Linked DNA regions of Mus musculus: all the other regions are linked to region 1. The links are chromatin contacts, called in public Hi-C maps. All regions are on one chromosome and are shown on one strand. The core of a region is the stretch at or near the end of the contact, and the rest is flanking DNA. Distances in the headings are between cores, read along the strand shown. Region 1 holds the start of Tox (thymocyte selection-associated high mobility group box). Region 2 overlaps Gm33646 (a long non-coding RNA gene). Region 3 overlaps Tox (thymocyte selection-associated high mobility group box). Region 4 overlaps Gm33462 (a long non-coding RNA gene).

Evidence for each region. A called contact is a pair of places that touch in the nucleus more often than the background predicts.
Region 2: a Hi-C map of the MNK3 cell line shows a contact between it and region 1, with 4 times the contacts expected there. The contact joins the enhancer-like site here to the promoter of Tox in region 1. A contact is called at or near these places in 8 of 39 promoter capture datasets (the HPC-7 cell line, HPC-7-derived erythroid cells, frontonasal cranial neural crest and 4 more), 1 of 15 datasets of contacts at CTCF or cohesin (CD8 T cells), 10 of 484 Hi-C or Micro-C datasets (the AML12 cell line, the MNK3 cell line, cerebral cortex and 4 more), 9 of 115 datasets of contacts at active chromatin or transcription factors (DN3 thymocytes, the SCID.adh cell line, embryonic forebrain and 6 more) and 3 of 9 other capture datasets (adipose tissue, liver and pancreatic islet).
Region 3: a contact with region 1 is called in a Hi-C map of the N1E-115 cell line, with 3 times the contacts expected there. The contact joins the enhancer-like site here to the promoter of Tox in region 1. A contact is called at or near these places in 4 of 39 promoter capture datasets (hippocampal neurons, liver and maxillary cranial neural crest), 1 of 484 Hi-C or Micro-C datasets (the N1E-115 cell line), 3 of 115 datasets of contacts at active chromatin or transcription factors (embryonic limb bud, forebrain and stem cell-derived neural progenitor cells) and 2 of 9 other capture datasets (adipose tissue and embryonic stem cells).
Region 4: a contact with region 1 is called in a Hi-C map of liver, with 2.7 times the contacts expected there. The contact joins the enhancer-like site here to the promoter of Tox in region 1. A contact is called at or near these places in 2 of 39 promoter capture datasets (cranial neural crest and liver), 3 of 484 Hi-C or Micro-C datasets (double positive thymocytes and liver), 2 of 115 datasets of contacts at active chromatin or transcription factors (DN3 thymocytes and the SCID.adh cell line) and 2 of 9 other capture datasets (adipose tissue and liver).

The regions. Positions count from the first base shown.
Region 1 is chr4:6,988,315-6,993,437 of GRCm38.p6, reverse strand. Tox (thymocyte selection-associated high mobility group box) reads left to right here and starts at 2,602. Exons shown (of 9, transcript NM_145711.5): 1 at 2,602-3,048. The coding sequence starts at 2,947.
Region 2 is chr4:7,196,619-7,201,712 of GRCm38.p6, reverse strand. It overlaps Gm33646 (a long non-coding RNA gene), which reads right to left. Exons shown (of 6, transcript XR_390373.1): 2 at 4,189-4,235. Among named protein-coding and RNA genes, the nearest start is that of Gm33646, 7.0 kb to the right of the region's middle. Within about 2 kb of position 2,427, at least 14 of the 459 cell types and tissues checked have an H3K27ac peak or open chromatin away from gene starts, as enhancers often do. A contact at or near this core is called in the MNK3 cell line and regulatory T cell precursor, where this site is marked.
Region 3 is chr4:6,755,550-6,760,621 of GRCm38.p6, reverse strand. The region is part of intron 3 of Tox (thymocyte selection-associated high mobility group box); the gene reads left to right. Among named protein-coding and RNA genes, the nearest start is that of Gm11802, 58 kb to the right of the region's middle. Within about 2 kb of position 1,756, at least 1 of the 459 cell types and tissues checked has an H3K27ac peak or open chromatin away from gene starts, as enhancers often do. A contact at or near this core is called in the N1E-115 cell line, where this site is marked.
Region 4 is chr4:7,142,758-7,147,546 of GRCm38.p6, reverse strand. All of the region lies in intron 1 of Gm33462 (a long non-coding RNA gene), which reads right to left. Among named protein-coding and RNA genes, the nearest start is that of Gm33462, 11 kb to the right of the region's middle. Within about 2 kb of position 3,221, at least 23 of the 459 cell types and tissues checked have an H3K27ac peak or open chromatin away from gene starts, as enhancers often do. A contact at or near this core is called in the SCID.adh cell line, double positive thymocytes and liver, where this site is marked.

The sequences.
Region 1 (5,123 bases), core at 1,353-3,852:
CTCCATCCATTTTCCAGGTTTCATTTTTCTTTTACAGCTGCATAGAATCCCAATGTGTATAAGGGCCACATTTCCATTATGATTCACCTCTCAATGAATGAGCCTCTACTTCCTTGCTATGCCCAGTTTTAAGTATTGATTTTGTTATTATTTTGTTTTTCATAGCCATATGCAGCCCCCACCCCCCTTTGCTTATTACTATACAAATAAATGGCTGGAGAAATAATTGAGTAACTCAACATGCTATGGACAGAACTATCTCATTTTTAAAGTAGTATTTACTCCAAAGTGTAGCCACTTAAATTTTCCTTAAGTGGAATGGAATATTACTACTCAGTAAAATGTAGACCTTGAGTAGGATGTTAGACAATGGTGGGTATTTAAAGTTATTATATTGATGACCATGCTTTAGTGTTAAGCTCTCTCGTGGTTAATGTACTTTTAGCTCAAATTCCTTAGCATGCAGAGCTCTCATGTTGACTCCACAGACTTCCTGTGAAAGAAATCAGGTTGCTTGCAGAGGTAAGACACAGGTTTCTGGCCCTTGGGTTTCTCATAATGGTAGTGGAAATACGTGATGTGGTACCTCCAGTATGTCCAAGGAGTCAAGACACTGACAGCAAGGACCATTCCAGCGATAAACCAGCCCATCTTTCTGCTGGCCCGAGGGCCAAACAGAAGTTGATTATGAATCCTAGGGAAGTTTATAAACCTCAAACTTTATACAGTATAATTTGTTGATGACAGAAACTTGAGATTACGTGTTTATTTAAAGCTACAGACTTTTTATAGCCCCACCCACTTTAACATCTACAAATGAATTTTAAAATCGGTGCTATGAAGCCCTGAACCTATGTACTTGTTATTGTAAAGACCTTTAATAGAGGAAAGATCACCCTTTCACTTATTTTGTGACTCAGAGGGTTTGAATGCAGAGTGAAAATCCTTCCTCATTTCTAAAGCCAACATCCATCACATTACTCTTAAGGTAAGAAGCTGTGTTCTTCCTACCCATAAAAGGAAGACCTGAGGACAACAGTTTAAGAGAAAGAGGCTACCATGGATGGAAACCAAAGTCAAGGAAAAGTTTCCAAAGGCCTTTGCATAGAGGAGAGAACCCCAGGATGCTAATTTACTATCCTTACAGGGCATCTGTTGCTTCCTCAGATCTTTGCATTTGACTGGTGCTCCTATTATAAGGGAAGAGAAACCTGGAAAAGGCTGCAGAGAGCTAGAGAGTAGCTGGCTATTACCCACCATGTACTAAAAACGGTTTGGGGTGGGGGATGGGAGGTAACAAGACTGTTTCCATATATTCTTTGACGCCAGAAACAGATACCTGTGGACATGAATTTTCCACTTTTTTACAGGGTCTTAGGCCCCTAAGGTGTGAAGCAATCAGGAATTCACCCTTGAAAGGTAAACATTGCCCACCCCTATATTAACTTCTCTCTAAAGTCTTTCTCAGGGAGAACGTAAGATGTCCGCTGGACAGTCATCAGGGTCCCAAAACTCTCCCAGATGCCAGGGGACACAATATTGCAAGTTTTTGGGGTTGACGAAGTAAAGCAAAATATGGATGATATCTTTATCCTACCAACAAAGAGAGCCCAGGGAAGCAGACAGCTGATTCGTGAAGGTTGGGGTGGGCAGTGGAGCTCCAAGAGTGCTACTGGGAATCCAACAGTGAAAGTATAATTCCAAGAGGCAAGTAACTAGCCCAGATGTGTTCCCTGTAGCGCATGGTGTGCTGATAACTGTTTCCTTATTTACCCTTCTAAGCACCCCTGGAGTCTTTTTTGCTAGTCCCGCAAGGGCAGGCTCAGCCTCTGCAAACCCTCCCACTGAGAACCAAAGCCGAATGCCGAGGCTCTCTGAGCACTAACTCCAGGAGCACCGCTCCTCGCACAGAGATCAACTGGGGTCCCTTGGTCAGCTGCACACTAGAATGGGGCAGAGGTTGCGCTCCCTGCAGGCTCCCGAGCAGCGCCACAAGACAGCCTCTCCTCTACCTCCCGCGCGGGGCAGAGGTTGGCAGTGCAGCTAGCGGGCAGGAGTAAGTGGTGGGGGGCTCAAAGAATGGGGTGGGGCGGGGGTGGGGCTGCGGGTGCTGGGCGGGGGTGCGCCACAGCGCCCCCTTGCTGTGCGAGCCCCACGGTGCCCCAGTCAGCCTTTGCTCAGTCTCTCCAGCCCCTTTGTGTGATTGTATCCACCTCCATGGCACCCACCCGGGGGTGCTGACTGGGGCACTGACGCTGCCCGGGGTCCCGCCACTACTGATCGAGCCGCATTCCCTTCTTCTGCGTTTGTCCCTCGCCTGGTTCTCGGTCCCCAACTGTACCCTCTGGGCCGCGTCCAGCCTCTGTCGGCACCCCGCCGGTCCGGGGCACTAGTGTCCTCCGATCTTGATCTCCCCTGCAACACCACACACACTCCATCACTCCCCCATCCCAGGCCTCTAACGTGGAGAAAAACTAAAAGCAAAGCAAGGCAGAGTCTCCAATAAAACGCCCAGTACCCCGAGCCCGAGCGCGAGTGCCGGGCGGCGAAGGGCGCGGGAGGCGGGGATGGGGCGGCGGGCGGGGGGGACAATGAGCGCGTGAAGTTACCTGCCCGGCGGCGGCGGGCCGACAGCGCCGGGGCCGAGCGGACCAGGCAGGCTGCGCGCTCGGTGTGGACGGGTGCGCGCCACGGCTTGGGGGGGAGAGTTGAGCGCTTTTCCACCCTCTGTTTTTTTTTTCCTCTCTCTCTCTTTTCTCTCTCTCTTTTCTTCCTCTTCTTAAACAAACCACAAACGGATGTGAGGGAAGGAAGGTGTTTCTTTTACTCCTGAGCCCAGACGCCTCTCTGTTCCGTCTGAGCTTTTTTTTTTTTTTCTGAGCACTTTTTTTTTTTTTTTTTTTTTCAAAAAGGAAAAGAAAAGGAGTTGCTTGATGTGAGAGTGAAATGGACGTAAGATTTTATCCTCCTCCAGCCCAGCCCGCTGCTGCGCCCGCCGCTCCTTGTCTGGGACCTTCTCCCTGCCTGGACCCCTACTATTGCAACAAGGTGAACACTCTGCTTTTGTCTGCACCGATTCTGGCGGCTCGATCCCGGGAGGGGGGCAGCGGTGGCTGGACCGCGATGGGGCCCGCTGGGCGGACTGGGCCGGCTCGCAGAGGCCCGTCCCGGGCGCGCTCGGTCGCAGCCCGCGGCGGCGCTGCGTGCGCTCGGGTAGTAAATATTGTGGAGCAGCTCCGGGGGTTTGCCAAACAACGCGATTGTGCGGAAAGTGACACGATTTGCTCGGATTCTTTCCTTCCTGCTGTTCGCCACTAAGGATCCCTGCTTAGGTTTGCCGGGAGACATTTAAAAAAAAAAAAAAAAAAGCGAGAGATCGAGAGAGAAAACCCACGGAATACTTTGGGGGTGTGTCTGGGGTCTGGGAACTGAGGCAGAGTAGGAGAATTCAGTTTATATTCTAGTTCCTTCTTCTCCCTCCCTTTCTTGGACAGCGGGGGCTCGTGGCATCGCTTCCTTGCTCCGGATCACTTGCCAGAGGAGCAGCTAGGAGTCGGGGTGCAGGGACCCCGGAGGATCCGGCGTTCCCACACCGTGAAAATTATTCTGTAACTCTTTTGTTTTCTGTTCCGGCCGCCGAACTGGAGTTCGGACGCTGGCCCTCGAGACCAGGACGCTGTGGGCTAGTCGCATTATGATTTGGGGGAACAGATCTCGTTTGGGGGGTGTGGGGTGTGGAAATAGCAAGTTTACAGGAAGCCAAGCTAGCGCTTTGCATTCAAGTGTAAAGCTCCGACGCTCTTTGCCTGGCTGAAGCAGGGTCCCTGGCTGGGCTACATCATAGTCTGCTGACTTGGGCCACACAGGACAGCGGAAAGGTATTTAATGCTGGTGATCCAGAATGAGAACTCTGGCGAAGCTGCCCCGGAGCTCAGCTTGGCCCAAGGATAGGACAGCCAGGAGTTTCTAGGGAAGTAATTGCTCTCCTGGCTTCATGCACGCAAAACCTGAGAGGGACACGGAGGGACCGGAGGGATCGTCTCCAAGAGCAGCCACAGGCCACATCTCTCCTCTCCTGGGGCTTGGTGGATTTGTCTAAGCAGTCCTAGCTGATAGAGGTTGCTGGGGACAAGAAGGTCTCTGAAATGCATGGCAAGCCTTTTGGACTCCCAGTTCTTGCTTGATAAAAACCCCCGGCAGATTCTTCCAGTCCTTTCAGGCACTTCACTGACAAGTAGATTAATTCTTTGGGGAAAGTCTTTGAAACTCCCAACATTTGTCTCCTGAGGAGTCCTCACTTTAAAACGTGATGTAGAGGTGTTTAGCACCCCTGCCTCCTGGACTCTCTACTACCATACAGGCTAGTAGTTCTCAGCTCTCAGTCTTGATTATTACACACACACACACACACACACACACACACACACACACACACACACACACACAGCTGTGAGTTACAAAGCCTACAGTCACGCCACAGAGAAGCAACTGGGTGCCATGTCCACTGTAATATTCAGTAAGAGTTGTGAGCAAAGGTTAGTAGTTAGGCAAAGGGGTAATACAGGTCTTGAGGCCAGGGGCAAGTTGAACTTCAGCACGCACAGCAAAGTTGGTGAAATGAAGTTTTACACTGCTGCTAACACCATTCTTGCAGCCTAGAATATATTTTGACTTTAGAACTAAGGGCTTTATGCTTGATATTTTTCCCCCCTGATAACCAGAATACCGTTACTTTTTTCTTTAAAGTAGAAAGTCTGTCTTGGAGATTAAAGACCTGTTCTGTAGTTGTTACCAGAATCAAAAGATTGACACCATTTTTGGCAATAAAACTATACAAGTCCTATTACATTTATCAGTGAATTTGGGTTCCAAAAAAGAAGGTAATGACTTGAATACACATTTCACTCATTATTTCTGTGATAGTAGGGTCAGATTTAATTTAAAAGTTAAATGCTTTGGAAAATCAGGAATTACTTCAATATATTAAATCATTTTCCAATTTAAGTGCCTTAAATAATTTTAGAGGGTTGTGCTGTGAATTGAATGAATTAATTTTGAAAGTCTTCACCATTTCTTTACTAGTCCATTGAAGTTCCTTTTAAGTCACCCTGTGTGTAAGAAGC
Region 2 (5,094 bases), core at 1,178-3,677, 210 kb before region 1:
ACAGTCTTTCATAGATAACACTGGCCATTGAGATTCCCATATCTTGTTCTTAGGACAAAAAAGTGGCAAAGAACCAGAAAAAGGCACAACATGAATCCATTCTCGTTACAACAATTGTACAAGAATGGAAACTGGTACAAATAGCCAATTTCTCTTCTAATCTGAAACATGGAAACTTGTAGTGCCTGTAACTATAGCTCCAGTTACTATCACGGAACTGCAACAATTCTTTTTCAGTTAATGAATTAACTCAGATGTACCACAGGGTGAGAGAGCATGAGCCACAGGTGAACCACAATCCACAATCAATTGTTTTCTACTCATTGCTTACAAGCGCATCTGCATTTCTCAGGATAAGAAGCATTCACACCCACTGTACCAAATCTACCAATAATAAACTGCTTCTGATATGTTGAATAGCTCATTTTTATAATCACAAAAATAGACGAGAATAAAACATCTGGCTATAAAAATATCACTGGGGTTGAATAAATTTAATTCTTTATTAACTGGCCTAAATTGTTAGTGTCCATGAAACGGAGTAGAATGAGTTAGCATTTGGTGGACTGGTGTAGTTGGTACCATGTTGGTCAGGAGTGCTGATACAGACTCTGATAGATGAGGAGCTCTGAGTGGTGTACACTGACACCCTAACAGATCAAAAGCATCCTCATCTCTAAATTGAGTATGGTAGAGTGAGTATACCTGTAATCCAAGCACTTGGAATGTAGAAAGTAGAAACTATCTGAGGCTACCCTGAGCAAGATACTAGTTGGTAAAAAATAAACAAACAAACAAAGGAAACTCTTATCTTGCTTTTTAAAACATTTTTCTGTTTCAAAAGCTATACAGAGGTATACTTCTTAAAAATCAAACTAAACAGAGATTTTAAACAAACTTGCTACGTGTTTTTGCTTACTCGGCTTCTACATTCATTCTTTTCATTTTGTGTGTTCAGTAGTTTAGGATAAATTAGTCAGTGGATGAATTAGTAGTTTAGGATGAAATACCTTGTGTAGCCAGTCACTCATGGCTTCAGTACTTGTGGGTTTTCTCAACTGTTTAGGGTTGCTTTTTCTACTGTATATGTTTCTTTTCTCAGTGAAGCTCATAGAAGTTTATAGGCAGATGATTTATAAAGAGAATGCCTTGCAGTCCACTGGGATAGATTTGTTAGGGGGGAGATTAACCCCCCCAAACACATTAACAGTATTTGGTTAGATATATTTATAGCAGAGCCAATATTTGGTCCCTGGTCGTCATTTAAATAAAATATGAAATGTTCTTTTCACTTGTGGTAGATACTCTTAACTAGGACACCTATGAGTCAGCCAGAAGTACATAACGTGCCTGTCTGTGGTCCTTATTTTAGGGGCCACATAAGATTTAATCTCTATGAGGAATGGTTTGTTCGTGAATTTGCCGCAAAAATACTTCAACATAGGTACTTCAAGGAAGAGCTAAGAATAATTTATGGAAGATCATCAGAAATAAGGTCAAAGCTTTAGCTATCAGCAGACATACTTGAAAGAAACAAGAGAACTCCTCTGCAGTTGACAGAGGTCAGGTCAAAGCTCCACAGCTATTGTGTAATCACTAGGGATAGAAGGGTTATTTTCAAAGGCCATAACAAAATTAGTCATTTATTGTAGTTGACTGATGTCACAGTTAATATCCTTTAGACATTATAATGTCTATGTCCAAAGAGCTATTTCAGTCTGTCATTGTCCTGTTCCCCCTTGGAACACATATTCCCCTTTAAAGTGCCCCTTCCTGTTGCAATTTGAATATCAAGTGTTAATTATTTTAATATTTTAATATCAAGTGTTAATTATTTTTAACATAAGGAGTCTTACTGCTTATAGCTTTGCCTCACTGAATGAAAGAATTGACTGGCTCAGGCTATTTTTCTTTCCTTTTCTTTTTAAAAGCACTAGAAAAATTTCAAAATGTCATTTAATAAGACAGGTATGTATGATTTGTAGAAACACAAATTCAAGTTTGGGGCTTTCCTTTAAATTAAAAGGAGAAAATCGAGGGAAATAGTCACGTTGCTGTGTCAAGAACAGGAGAATTCTAGAATCAAAAGCCCCACTGTGTGCTGTATGAGCTGCAATAGGTATAAGATTAAGAAATAGGTCTGACTTTATGGACACAGCATGGTGGAAAGGTGTCTGGTCTTTGCAGGTGAAGACAACAACATTTGCCAATATCCTGGCAGTTGCAGCCACATAACATAGCATAGGGTTTACATATGCATGAGTGTACACATGTTCTCTCTCTCTCTCTCTCTCTCTCTCTCTCTCTCTCTCTCTCTCTCTCTCTCTCTCTCTCTCTCTCTCCTTGTCAGCTATGACTGTCTTCACAAAAAGATCTAGAACACAGGAAGTCAAGTTGGCTACAGTAAGCTATTCCTGCTCTGATATGGGTTGAACAGTCATATCCTCAGCTACCTTTGTGGTGAGACTTACATATTTGAGGCTAGAATCAGCTTCACCGTGGTGGGAAAATATGGAGACTCGAGAAGGATTTGATGATTTTTTAGCAACATGCAGTTTCCAATGTGCTCCTCCATATGTTCTTTAGGTTAGGCCAATTTTTTTTTTCACTTTTAAGTTTAAAAATAATTCTGTTTTTGTCTCTACCTCAAATCTTAAGTAATTATCCTCGATAAAATTATATAACTTCCAAATTTTCCATAACACTCAGAGACCAAGACTACCCTTTACATGGATGCATTCCTTTAGACAAAGGACACATGGCCCTGAGACCTTCCACAGAGGTCAGTGGGGGTTCATTCAATGGTGATCATTAAAAGCTTCAGATTGTTCTTCTATTAAAGTGAGGCCCTAGGAGAGACAGACTGCTTGGCAACAGCTGTATGCTGCTTTCCTTCCTGTTGTGTCTGCATCTGATTTCTACACCACACTGCAAAGAAAGTTCAATGCACTTGAAAGTGTGTGAAAAACACTAGCATTGTAAATCTTTGGTCCTCCTTTAAGGTGTTAAAACTAGTCTCACTTTTTTACATTATTTGTCAGGAGAGACACAACCTTTAGGTGTCCTTACAACCTAAAGATACAAAATGAGAAAAAAAAAACACTACATTTAGTTACGTAGGCACACCCTACTCAGCATAAGAAATAATGAGTGTGTGGAACTTAATGTCAGATTAAATTGCTAAATCTGACAGTAAGACTTGTGCAGTGTGCTTACATACCCCTATATTTCTACCCCAATATATCACAGTCTACCTATGGAACATTCAAAAGAATTATCCTTTAACATTTGTTGTAACTGAATTATCCTCCCTCGTATTCCAATTTTGAAGCCCTCACTTCACTGACTATATTTAGAGACTTGTACAGAGTAAATTAGCATCACATGAGGTTTACACGGGTCCTCCTTTATTTGTGCTATGCTGATAAAGAAAGCGTATTCATGATATCAGGCATGGACTTTTACTCATGGCCTATAGGAAGATGGCTATTGCAAGTTAGGCGGAGGCCTTGTTAGAAACCCACCCTGTCAGCAAATTTTAACTTTGAGATCTCTGAGCAAATGTGTTAGGTAGTTTATGACATCTAGTACTAGTGCTTCCCTGTAGTCACCATCACAAGCTAAGACAGAATTCATGATTCAGGGAGAAACTAACACAACGAATTTAACTTAACTCACTTCCATGAGCATCAGGGATATACTCCAAGTACACTTGCCTCTTCGAACAACGCGTACATTAAGAACTAGGCATGTTAGGAAGGGGCAAAAACTAAAGGATGCATCATTCTCCTCTCAACCGTGTGGAGCTTTGGAGGCTGCACAAAGTCAAAAGCAAAATATATGAAAAAAACTTTCAAACTTAAAAATGGCCATGGAGACACACACACACACACACACACACACACACACACACACACTGCAGTTAGTTTTTGTGATACAAGCTAAAAATGTTCAGAGAAGGAAGAACCCAGCAAGACAAGTTTACGGCACACAATGTTCTCTGTGTGGAGCCGCAGAAAATGCTTCAGATCCCGTGGGGTCATGTAGACTCTTTATTTCCTCTTTAACTCTAGAATCAAAATCAATCTAGTCTACTCAATTATTAACAAACTGGAGGCCTGATTATGGTAGCCTGTTATGCCAGAACCTTGGGAGACTGAGGCAGAAAGCTCACAACTCAATGCCTACCTGGGTTACATAGGGAGTTTCAGATCAGTCTAGGCAAGGTGCTGGACCTATATGGTAAAAAAAAAAAAAATGTTAAAATGTGGTTCCCAGTGATCAGCTGTAGACAGGATGCCTAGCATGCATGAAACACCCTAGAATCAATCCAGCACTGCATACAAGACACTGTCAGCATACCATTCCCTCATCTCCCCAAATTCCTTTTGGCCTTAGGCCAACTTTACTACAAAATACTAACATGTCACATGTTAGTATTAATATGGATGGTTGGCCATGGCAGATTACAGTGGAGTTTTGACTTATAGGATTCTGACCAGCAACATTGGAAGCAGCTCCATGTCTTGTTCATGATAACTCTCCTGCCACACTCAGTACTGAAGACTACAGTGACCAATCAAATTGGAGTACCTGGTTTACCAAGTAGGACTGGACCATCCAGGCTAAGAAGGGGACAGCTTGTATTCATGTTGTCATCACAAGAAAACTGAGTCCTGTGGGTGTCAGCATGAGCCCTTCCACAGGCAGCCACAAAAGAGCTAATGAAGCCACAATTTGAAGAGGTCCAAGTCTGAAATTGGACTTTCTCATTTGAGTACTAGCCTTCTCTGTGGGTGGATGTGAACTCATTCGATGCTCACGAGAATTAAATGAGTGAATGCTTATGCCATAGATAAACAATTTCTGACATGTGATATGTTCAGTAAATATTGGGTTACTGCTATTAGGAAAGATAAGCTCTGTGTACATGCACATACTGATCCCAATGAGACCAGCAGCCAAGTTTCATAGTGATAGAAGTTACTGTGTAAACATGTGGATGACATAGAGAATTATGAAACCACCAGAAATTTTAACAATGTGCCCATAAAATTCGATGTACTGAAGGAAAGCTTGCAGTACAAATGGTAC
Region 3 (5,072 bases), core at 507-3,006, 230 kb after region 1:
CTTCAGGAGCATCCCAGAGCATAGAGATCCTGCCTCGGAAACCATCAAGCTCTCTTAAAATTCTAACCTATTTTCTTTGGCTTGCCAAAAATCCTTTAGAATCTTCTATCCCTCATTCGTCCTGAGCTTCCTTAAGATTAATAAGGTTTATTCAGTTCTCGATTTCAGTTGGCTTGAAATAGTTCTGGATCAAGAGATTAATGTGGAGATAAGTTGTACCCTTTGAGAACAGAAAAACCATCAGTCGAGTTCTATTTCACAACAACCCTAAATATACAGCCGCATGTTCTTGGCTCAGTTCCGTGATGCTGATTTGTCTTTGATAGGGATTCTGTCTTTCTGGACTGTTTCTGAGTCCTTTAACATTTTCAGGGCCTTTGTCTGTTTTTCAGATGAAAATAAGCTAAAAGGTTTGGTTTTTCCTTTCTTTCCTTCATGCCTTCCTTTATAAAGAATATTACAATTTTCTTCTCTCTCTCTCTCTCTCTCTCTCTCTCTCTCTCTCTCTCTCTCTCTCTCTCTCCCTCCCTCCCTCTCTCTCTCTTTCTGTCTCTCTCTCTCTCTCTCTGTCTGTCTCTCTGTGTCTGACTCTCTGTCTCTCTCTTCCTCCCTCCCTCCTCCCCCCCCCCGTCTTTTTTTTTTTTTTTTGCCTGTAGACAGATCACCATCACAGTAATTGAGTTGGGTAAATTCAGGAGAGTGAATAGAATCTCATTTCCATTAAAAGCTACACTCGTGGGCAAAGCTTTCCAATTAGAATTCTATAGAACTGATGAGGCTTTGATATTCAGGACATACATAAGCTACCCTAGCCTCCTAGTGTGATAGCTAAGAATCATAGCTTTGCCATTTCCTCCTTCAAAACTCTTCCTTGCAACTCAAGCTTGCTATCTGTCAAATTCATGGCCTCTCTTTTCACTAGATTTTGTTGTCAACATGATTTTTCTTTTTAGAATGACTTGAGAGTTGTGAGAAATTCCTACATTTTCTAGATTGTTCCACTGCTGGAATCTGTCCCAGGTTTTTCTTATAGTTAGACTGAGATAATATATATCTGACCAGAAAACCGTACAGAACTGCCATTTTAATCACAAAAGAAAGAGAGGAGGGGGAGAAGAATGGGAAGGATAGAGATGGAGAGAAAAAGAAGAGAGAAACACGACATAAAGAAAAGGGGAAAGAGAGAGACAGAGAAAGGAGGGAAGAAGGAAAACATGACATGTGATAATCTGAAAACTACAAAACTGGCTCCTCTGTTAGTGATGGCCTCTGAGTTGACTGCAGACACTCAAGCGAGAGCCTGGAAGCCCTGGCTTCTGGAAACCTTTGACACTAGGCATTGGTATTTGACAGTTGATCTGCTCCAGACAGGGTGACCTAAGACAGCACCTCTGTCATCCTCATTACCCTGAGCAACCAGAACACATAGTGAAAGTGATGAAATCAATGACCAAGTTTTCTGAGGCTTTTTGGTTTTAATGTTGCAGGCATTCCCCAAAGGTCCCTGAATGTCTGCAGTGAGCCAGGCCTGGCAGGGATCCGAGTGCATGTGTTATGCCTGTATATCTTCATACACCACCACATGGGTGGCTGGGTCCTCTATAAGAGCAACAAGTGCTCCTAACCACTGAGTCTTGTCTGTAGCCCCAGAATCATTGATTATTGTCAACAGAGACTCAAACATACACTCATTTTGTGTAACCTGTATACTAAAGAATCTTCCAGTATCACATTGTTGTGAGTAAAAGGCCATCCTCATGTAAACTCCACTGTTTTTGCACTGTAACAATATCTCATCTAAACTACTCTAGGCTGAAGCTAAGTAGAACGGTGAGTTACACCATAAATTACCTAAGTAATCACTTTTTAAAAAATCCTTAGTATTTTTAAGGGATCTCTAACAAGGTCCAACAATGTATGTAGTAAAGATGTGCCATTCTACCAAAATTACCCAATTCTCACCTGGATATGGGGATGATCAAGAGAAGATGCTACAGATGGTGAGTGGATGTCACCCTGAGGTCTGTAAACATATTAAGTTGTTAAGACCAGAGAGGCAAGTGCAAGTGCTAGGTAGGCCTACAAAATGCCAACACCTTATTTTTAAATTGTCATTTGCTTTGAATAACTTTTGTTCATTTCCCAGACAGCAGGAATTTCTATGCCAGCATCCATGCCTGTTCTCCATCCTGCTCCATTGACCTGTTTGCTCTTTACCAATAGGTTCAGTCTGCAATATTTTGCCCTTTCAGCAAATCTTTGTGAATTCAACTTCAGATTATGCTGTGTGTTTGAGGTCCTTTGCTTTCCCCTGTCATTTCAGAGTCAGTACCTATAGAATTACTCATGGGGATTTCATTGGAATTTTACTGAAGCTATACATGAAGTTGAAAAGAACTTGACAACATCCAATACTGAGAGTTCCCACCTGTGAACACAGAGGACTTGCCATTTATTTAGATAACAGTTCATTTTCTTCATCAATAGCTTGTAATTTTCTATAAGACTTAGACATGTTTCCTTAGATTTATACCTAAGTATTGTATTTTTAGAAGACTCTTATAAATGGTGTTTTTAAATGTTCAATGTGCAGTTCTAGTGGCTGGCAAACAAAGAAGCATCACACCCTGCATATCTGTTATGTTCGCTTATTGTTTTCAGGTCATTTTTGTTGTTGATGCTAATTCTTTGTGATTTTCTATGTGCAAAAGTAAGCCATCTGTGACTAGAAAGTAATTCCTTCGTTATCTCTTTCTTTCTTTCTTCTCTTCTTCTTCTTCTTCTTCTTCTTCTTCTTCTTCTTCTTCTTCTTCTTCTTCTTCTTCTTCTTCTTCTTCTCCCTCTGTCTCTCTCTCTCTATCTCTATCTCTCTCTCTCTCTCTCTCTCTCTCTCTCCCCCTTCTATGTAACCAATTTCTTCCTTTATTACCTTAGGCCAGACATTCAATGCACTGCTTATTGGGGTGAGATGAAGTCCTTGTCTTGTTTCAAGTCTTATATGAAGTTTCCCATCACTGGTGTAATTTTAACTGTAGAGTTTCTATCAATACTGTTTTTGGTTTGGTTTGGTTTGGTTTGGTTTACGTTTTTCTTTTGTTTTTGGTTTTGTTTTTCAAGACAGTGTTTCTCTGTGTAGCCCTGGCTGTCCTAGAACTCACTCTGTAGACCAGGCTGGCCTTGAACTCAGAAATCCACCTGCCTCTGCCTCCCAAGTGCTGGAATTACAGGCATGTGCAACCACTGCCTGGCTCAATACTGTTTTTAAAATAGTATATTTTTATCAAGCTGAGACAATTCCTTCCCACTGAAGGTCTTTTATTGTTTTATCTTGAATAAGTGTTAGGCTTCACCATGTGCTGTTTTGTTTATACAGATGTGATCATATGATTTTTATACAGATGTGATCATATGATTGTTATACAGATGTGATCATATGATTTTTTTTTTATTTTACTGATACATCAGATTTTACAGAGAGCTATGTGAATGATGGTTACTCTTATACACCTAACATTCCACTTGATTATGGAGTATAAGTCTTTTGTGTAGTGTTGGATTAAATGTGTGAATATTTTATTGAGTTTCCATTTATGTTATTGAGAGACACCGGTGTATAATTTTTCTTCTTTATGCTCTTAAAGAATAAATTATAACGTCTTTTACTCGTTTCTAGCTTGGGGAGGCATTTCAAGAGCTCTGGTCCATTTCTTCCATAAATTTTGGGTAAATACCAGTGGCAAAGGTGATTTCTTTCATGGAAGATCATTAGTTACCATTCATTTGCTTTGATGGGTATTGGGTAGTTTATGTTATCTGTTTCTCTTAGTGAGTGTGTTGTTTGTGTTGATTTACTTCAGTGAATTTTGTATATCACATATATATATATATACACACATACATATATATATATATACATACACATATATATACATACATATATATCTGTATATATATATTCATTTTAAGCATGTTTGTTCACTTTCCCCTTTAATTACCCTTTTTGTGAATGAGTTGTCAGAACCCTTCTTTGTTTCTCATATCCACAGTTTGCCCTCTCACCTTTTTGTTATTTAGCCTACTTGATATATTAACAATTTTATAGATTCCCAAGTCACCTAGTTTTGCTTTGTTGGCTCTCTGCTGCCACATTCTGGGGTCAGCTTCTAGGGTCCTGCTCCAGTTTTTACTGTTTTCTTCTACTTCTTCATGTTCAATTGCTCTTCTTTCTCCAGCTTCCTGAGACAAAAGCTTGGGTGACAGGTTTTATATTATTCTTATTTTCTAGTATGTCCAGTAACTATTTCTCTCAGCATTGCTTTGGTTGTATCCTGCAAATTGTGTCATGCTTTTATTTTTATTCAGTTATTTCTGAAGTTAACACACACTGAGAAATTCTAAATAAGTTTTTAATACCTTTGAAAAGGCATTACGCTCAAGTACCTTTGAAATATTTTGGGGAGCAAGAATTTCTGACATTAATCAGTGTAGTGTCAAGACAGATAAAGAGAACCCTTCCTTCCTTGTCTTTGATAATCAATTAATAATTCAGGACCAAAAAGAAATAACTTCCTTATTGATACCCCATCCAAAAAGCCAGCTGCACTGCTCCATTGTCAGCTGACAATTCTGTATGATTTAGACTAACAAGAAATTGCTGAGCAGTGGTCAACGCCCAGAGGTGTTGATGAGCCCTGAACTGATGCTGCTGCCATTCCATCACCTAAAACTCCTCTCTGAGACCTGTTCTTTATTGAAGTTGAGGTTGACATTTGGCAATAGACACAGAGAAGAGACTTTATAGTGCTGATAAAGCGAGTCAAGAACTGGTCTGTGCTTACTACTATACTTCAGTTTGTCCAGTAGGCACAGGGCTCTGCCATGTAGTCTATTAGCAATGTAGACTCCAGTTCTCTCTCTGGAGTTTCTGAATCATATCACTCATACTTTAATGGGATTCCTGCAAAGTTCATGTGCATCTTAAAGGTTACAGAGCCCTGTCCAAAATGAGTTTAGATTGTGTTTATGCCAGATTGGAAAGGATGGTCTTTTGATGAACTGCTCAGAGAAAAATC
Region 4 (4,789 bases), core at 1,972-4,471, 150 kb before region 1:
CTGTTTTTTCCATTTTGTCTCAGAAAGTTATGACTTGACCTAGAAAAGTGACTAAGACCATATTGCATTTCTGTCCAAGCCTGATGACTTTTGGGGCATGTGCATATGTGCGCGCACACACACACACACACACACACACACACACACACACACACACATTCACACTCACACTCGAGTAAAAGGTATGGCTCAGTCTGCTTAGGTCAAGCTATCTGCTACCACTCAAATTAATTCAATGACATGTTTATCAAAGTCATGATTTAAAAAAAACATCGGTGATTTAGCATCTAGTGCATTACATGAGCCAAGGTGGCCCCTTTCTGTTTATGTTGTTTCCCCTAAAACTGTTCTAAGCCTAGTCTTTGTTTTCATGGAAGGAGCTTCCTATACTGTAAAATGCCTAAGGAACTATTTGGCCAATTAATATAAGTATTCATTATTAATGAAAATGTTTTCCTCAGAGAGTTGCATATTGCCTGAAATTCCCTTCACTGATGTTATTTTATAATGACGGTCATGTGATACTTGGTGATTTTAGCTGAATATGTTTACATTTTTTTAAGAAATTAAAACATATGTCCACATATTATCTCGGTGGGTCTGTCCACTTAGCGCAATGCTAATTAGCCTGTCCTAGGAATTCAAGCCAGGAGTGGATGTCTTTTGCTGGAAAAGTTCAAGATTCTCTATATGCAACTCATGGTCAGCACACACGATCTATTGACCTTTCACTTTTGGATTATTGGGAAAGAGTGATGGAAACAGGGGCAGAGGTAAATAATTTGGATGACGCTAATAAATGTTGGGAAAGAAAGAAAATCAACTCTTCTTTCCTTCTAAGACATTTTATAAGAAACTCTTATGAGTAATCTCAGAACCTAGGCTCTTCCTGATCTGCTAAGTACTCAATTGAAACTTTCAACTAAATCAATTGTCTAATAATGATACAGGCTTCCTAGTAGTCAGAACAAATATCCTTTCCCCCAAAGTCCTATATTCAGTAATGTACAACTTGTATTGATATTGTATTGATAAAATAATATACACTAATATACCAGGTAGAAAGAACAAAACTCGATGCTATCTATCTCCGGAGAGAGAGAGAGAGAGAGAGAGAGAGAGAGAGAGAGAGAGAGAGAGAGAGAGAGAGAGAGGTCATTCCATTGATTGTGCCTGGAAAGAATCAAGTGCTCTATGATCTAAATGGCTTTGAGCTTATATAGTAATTTACAGGAAGCTAATGCTGAGCACTCAGGTTGGAGATGAGAGCTAATCCTGTAACACTAGAGTGTTTTTTAAGATATCAGGGAGGTTGACTCACTTTAAGATAAACCACAAGTCAAAGTACCCCATGTAACAAATGTTTCTTAAAAGGAAACATATTCCCAGCATCACATTAGAGCTGCTGCTGATGAGACCAATTTAGAAAAAAAAAAAAAAAGTTGAAATGGCAGGCAGTGCTTTCCCATTCTTTAGCTCACTTTCCCTGAGTTTTAAAACCTGACTAAGTCCTAGAGACAAGGGACCCACAGGCTGAGTCGTGGAGTCGGGGGAGCTCAAGTGCTTCTGCTAAGAGCTCTTCTCTTACCCTTCCCCTCTTTCATGATTTTTTTTTTTTTTTTTTTTTTTGTGATCTCTGATCAAAACCTACAGCTGGCAGAGATCATAGAGGACCACCTGCCAATGAATGTGAGAAGCCTGGCTTCTGGCTGGCTCCCTTCTTTATCTAAAGTCATTCTGATCATAAACAAAGGAGAGAAGGGAGCAAGAAGCAGCAAAGAGTGAGCACATTGTAGCAACTGAAGGCATTAAAAAATCATTTTTAAAAAACCAAAGGCATTTATATTTATGGATGGCATTGTTATTTACTCAGCCTTGGGACTAAGGAAAAGGAGAGGTGATTATTAAAACTATTTTCAAATTATGTGTCAAGTCTTCAAGTCACCTGGGTCTGAAATCTGCCATTTTCTTGAGGGTCTGGCTTTTTACTACAAAATGCCTTGTAACTGGATTCCTCTTAAATTTAAATAATTCCATACAATGGATAGATAGTGCCAAACAGGTCTCCTGTTACAATAGGACCTAGGGTCACATTTTAAAGACTCGGCTCCCATTACCCACTCTCTTAGCTCCCTTAGTCACTTGGCACCTGCATCTGCTATCATTTTGTCTCCATAATAAATACTTGAGTCTTCATTATCTGCACTTTCTCTGTGCATGACTATTTGTGTCTCCAACTCCACCAACATCTCTTTAAGGACAGATGCCTAACTTCTCCAAATCACCCATAATCCTTACCTCATTCCCTAGCGTGAGAATCATTGTCAGATAAAATAGAATTCCAGCTTAGCTTTACTTCAAGGAAATTGCCTGGAAAGTAAATCCACTCATTCTACCCATTTATTCAACTGGAACTCGTAAAAAAGGAGGTTCACTATCTTCCTCACATCACAATATACATAAAAAAATATTCCTGTGGAAGCATGGGCTTTTCTCTGGAGATAACTGTCTTGACCTGACAGAAACTAATTTCTCAACATACTTGTAAGCAATTCATGGAATAAAAACAAATTGTGGTGAGTTTTAGGCATGGTACCTGACTGTAATGTTATTACTTAGGAAGCTGAACCAACAGAATTATGAGTTTGAAACCAGCTTCAAAAACAATAACAAGCCACAGAGATATGGTGAAATTGTGGTTATTTCTCCTGTAAGAATCTATATACTGTTGTATTGTGACTTGCATACAGAAGTGAGAACAAGATCAAGGAGGCTTGACCCTTGCCATTGAAAAGTAAGGATTGAAAACTAGAATTTAAATACATAAAAAGTTATACTCTATGCCTAGGAAGATGCAATGGCCCAATGAGGAACCAGAGAAGGTGTACTGAAAACATGGGTTATAGTCTTAGTGTTATTGAGAAAGTCTCAACTGTCTGTACAGTGAATAATATGCAAGGTATTAGGAATAGGGTTCCAGTTGGGAAATAATTACCTTGCTGATCAGATCAATCCTTTGATAAAGAAACTGTAGTAAATAGGGAAATGGTTACCAGAGAAGATGGGAATGTGTACAAGACCAGTAGGGCAGAGTTGAGTTAAACATTAAAGGACAAGTTGAATTTTAACCAGTAGAAATCCACTGTTTGAACAAAGACTTTGATCTACAGAAAGGCAGCAATCAAGACAAGGAAGTGTTGTTAGAGTTGGATAAAGCCTGAGAGATATGCAAGAATACTGGAAGGAAGTAGAGAGGAAAGCCAGTCCTGTCCCTAGCACTAGGAGAGCAGAGTCCAAAGCATGCTTTGGGGCTAATGGGAAGAGGATTCACTAGCACGAATTGGAGAAGAAAAAAAAAAAAAACAGAACAGGGCAGAAGAGCCATAGGTGAAGTTAGAGACAGCGTTCCAAGTTTAGCAAGCAGAACTGCCCACTACCTTTGAATGTTAGATAATTAGTACTCCTTAATGTAACTGTAGCTTTTATATTTAAGGCATTTTAATACTTAAAATATGTCACTGTTCATCTGAAATTCCAGTTGCACAAGGTACCTTGTCTTGCATCAACAACTTGGTGGGAGAAATGAAACCCAAAAGGCTGTGGGAAAGTGAGCCTTGGACCTTAAACAGCTTCTCAGTGGTTCTATGGCAATAGAATGAGGTACACTGCTCACGTGAGTGTGGAGCCCTGGCTTCAAACCTGGCTAATCATTGCCTTCAAGGTCAATACAAACCCTCTCCAATTTGAAGGTTTCTCCATCATTCTGTAATGTAGGAACTCTTGCAGTAATTATTTTTTTTTTTCAAATATAGGAAAGAAAGTAGCAGGCTAACAGGGAACAGAACGACTGCAGCAACATGCACAGCAAATGATCCAGGAGGCTAAGGAACTCAGCAGACCAAGGAAGTAGAATCAAGCTACTTACTTAAAAACAAAAAGCAGGAGAATCACTGAATTTTTGGTGGACACTGGGGATGGTTCTGGAGAAAAATGTTCTTAGCAATGTTGAGAGCCTTGAGATAGTAAATGAGTGTGGGCTGGTAAGAGATTTGTTAATCAGTATAACCTTATCAATTCTTAGTAGGACAACTGGAGTAGCAGTGGATATTAGAATATGGAATTTTTTGAAAATAAATTATTAGGGAACAGAAATAACAGGTAGTCAAAGAGATAAAACACTCAATTAGTCTGGGCTAGAAAAGGAAGCCATGCATCTTAGTCAGGCTTCTTATTGCCATGACAAAGTACCATCAGACAGAACAACTTTAAAAGAAGAAAGATATGTTTAGGTCATGGTTTCAGAGATTTCACTCACAGCCATTGGCTATGTTGAATCTAGGCCTGTGAGAGGTAGAATGTTATAGTCATTGATGCATGGTGACAGAGGCTTCCCAGCATGCAAAAGAAGGGACAAAGGATCAGTGAGGAGCTACAACAATATCAAGCTGCACCCAGGGCATGCCTGTGGTGACATGCTTCCTCGGGAGTCTCTATCTCCTAAAGTGTCTGGAGCCTCCCCAAAGACCACTGTTAGCCGGATACCAAGCTGTTAGTGCGTGTGCCGTTTTAGATGACATATCACATTAACAGACCACCCAGGAAAATGACAATGAACATGGAAATGCAGAATTCATGTTAGAACGGTACAGTGCACATAAAGAATAATTTCTTATCAATCATTCCAGCAAGATGTGCCCACCAAGGTAACAGTGACATGACTAGGATCATTATCCTCTTTATGATTACATCTGAGCCCCACTCGGTAGAACAACATACATGCCTAGCACTG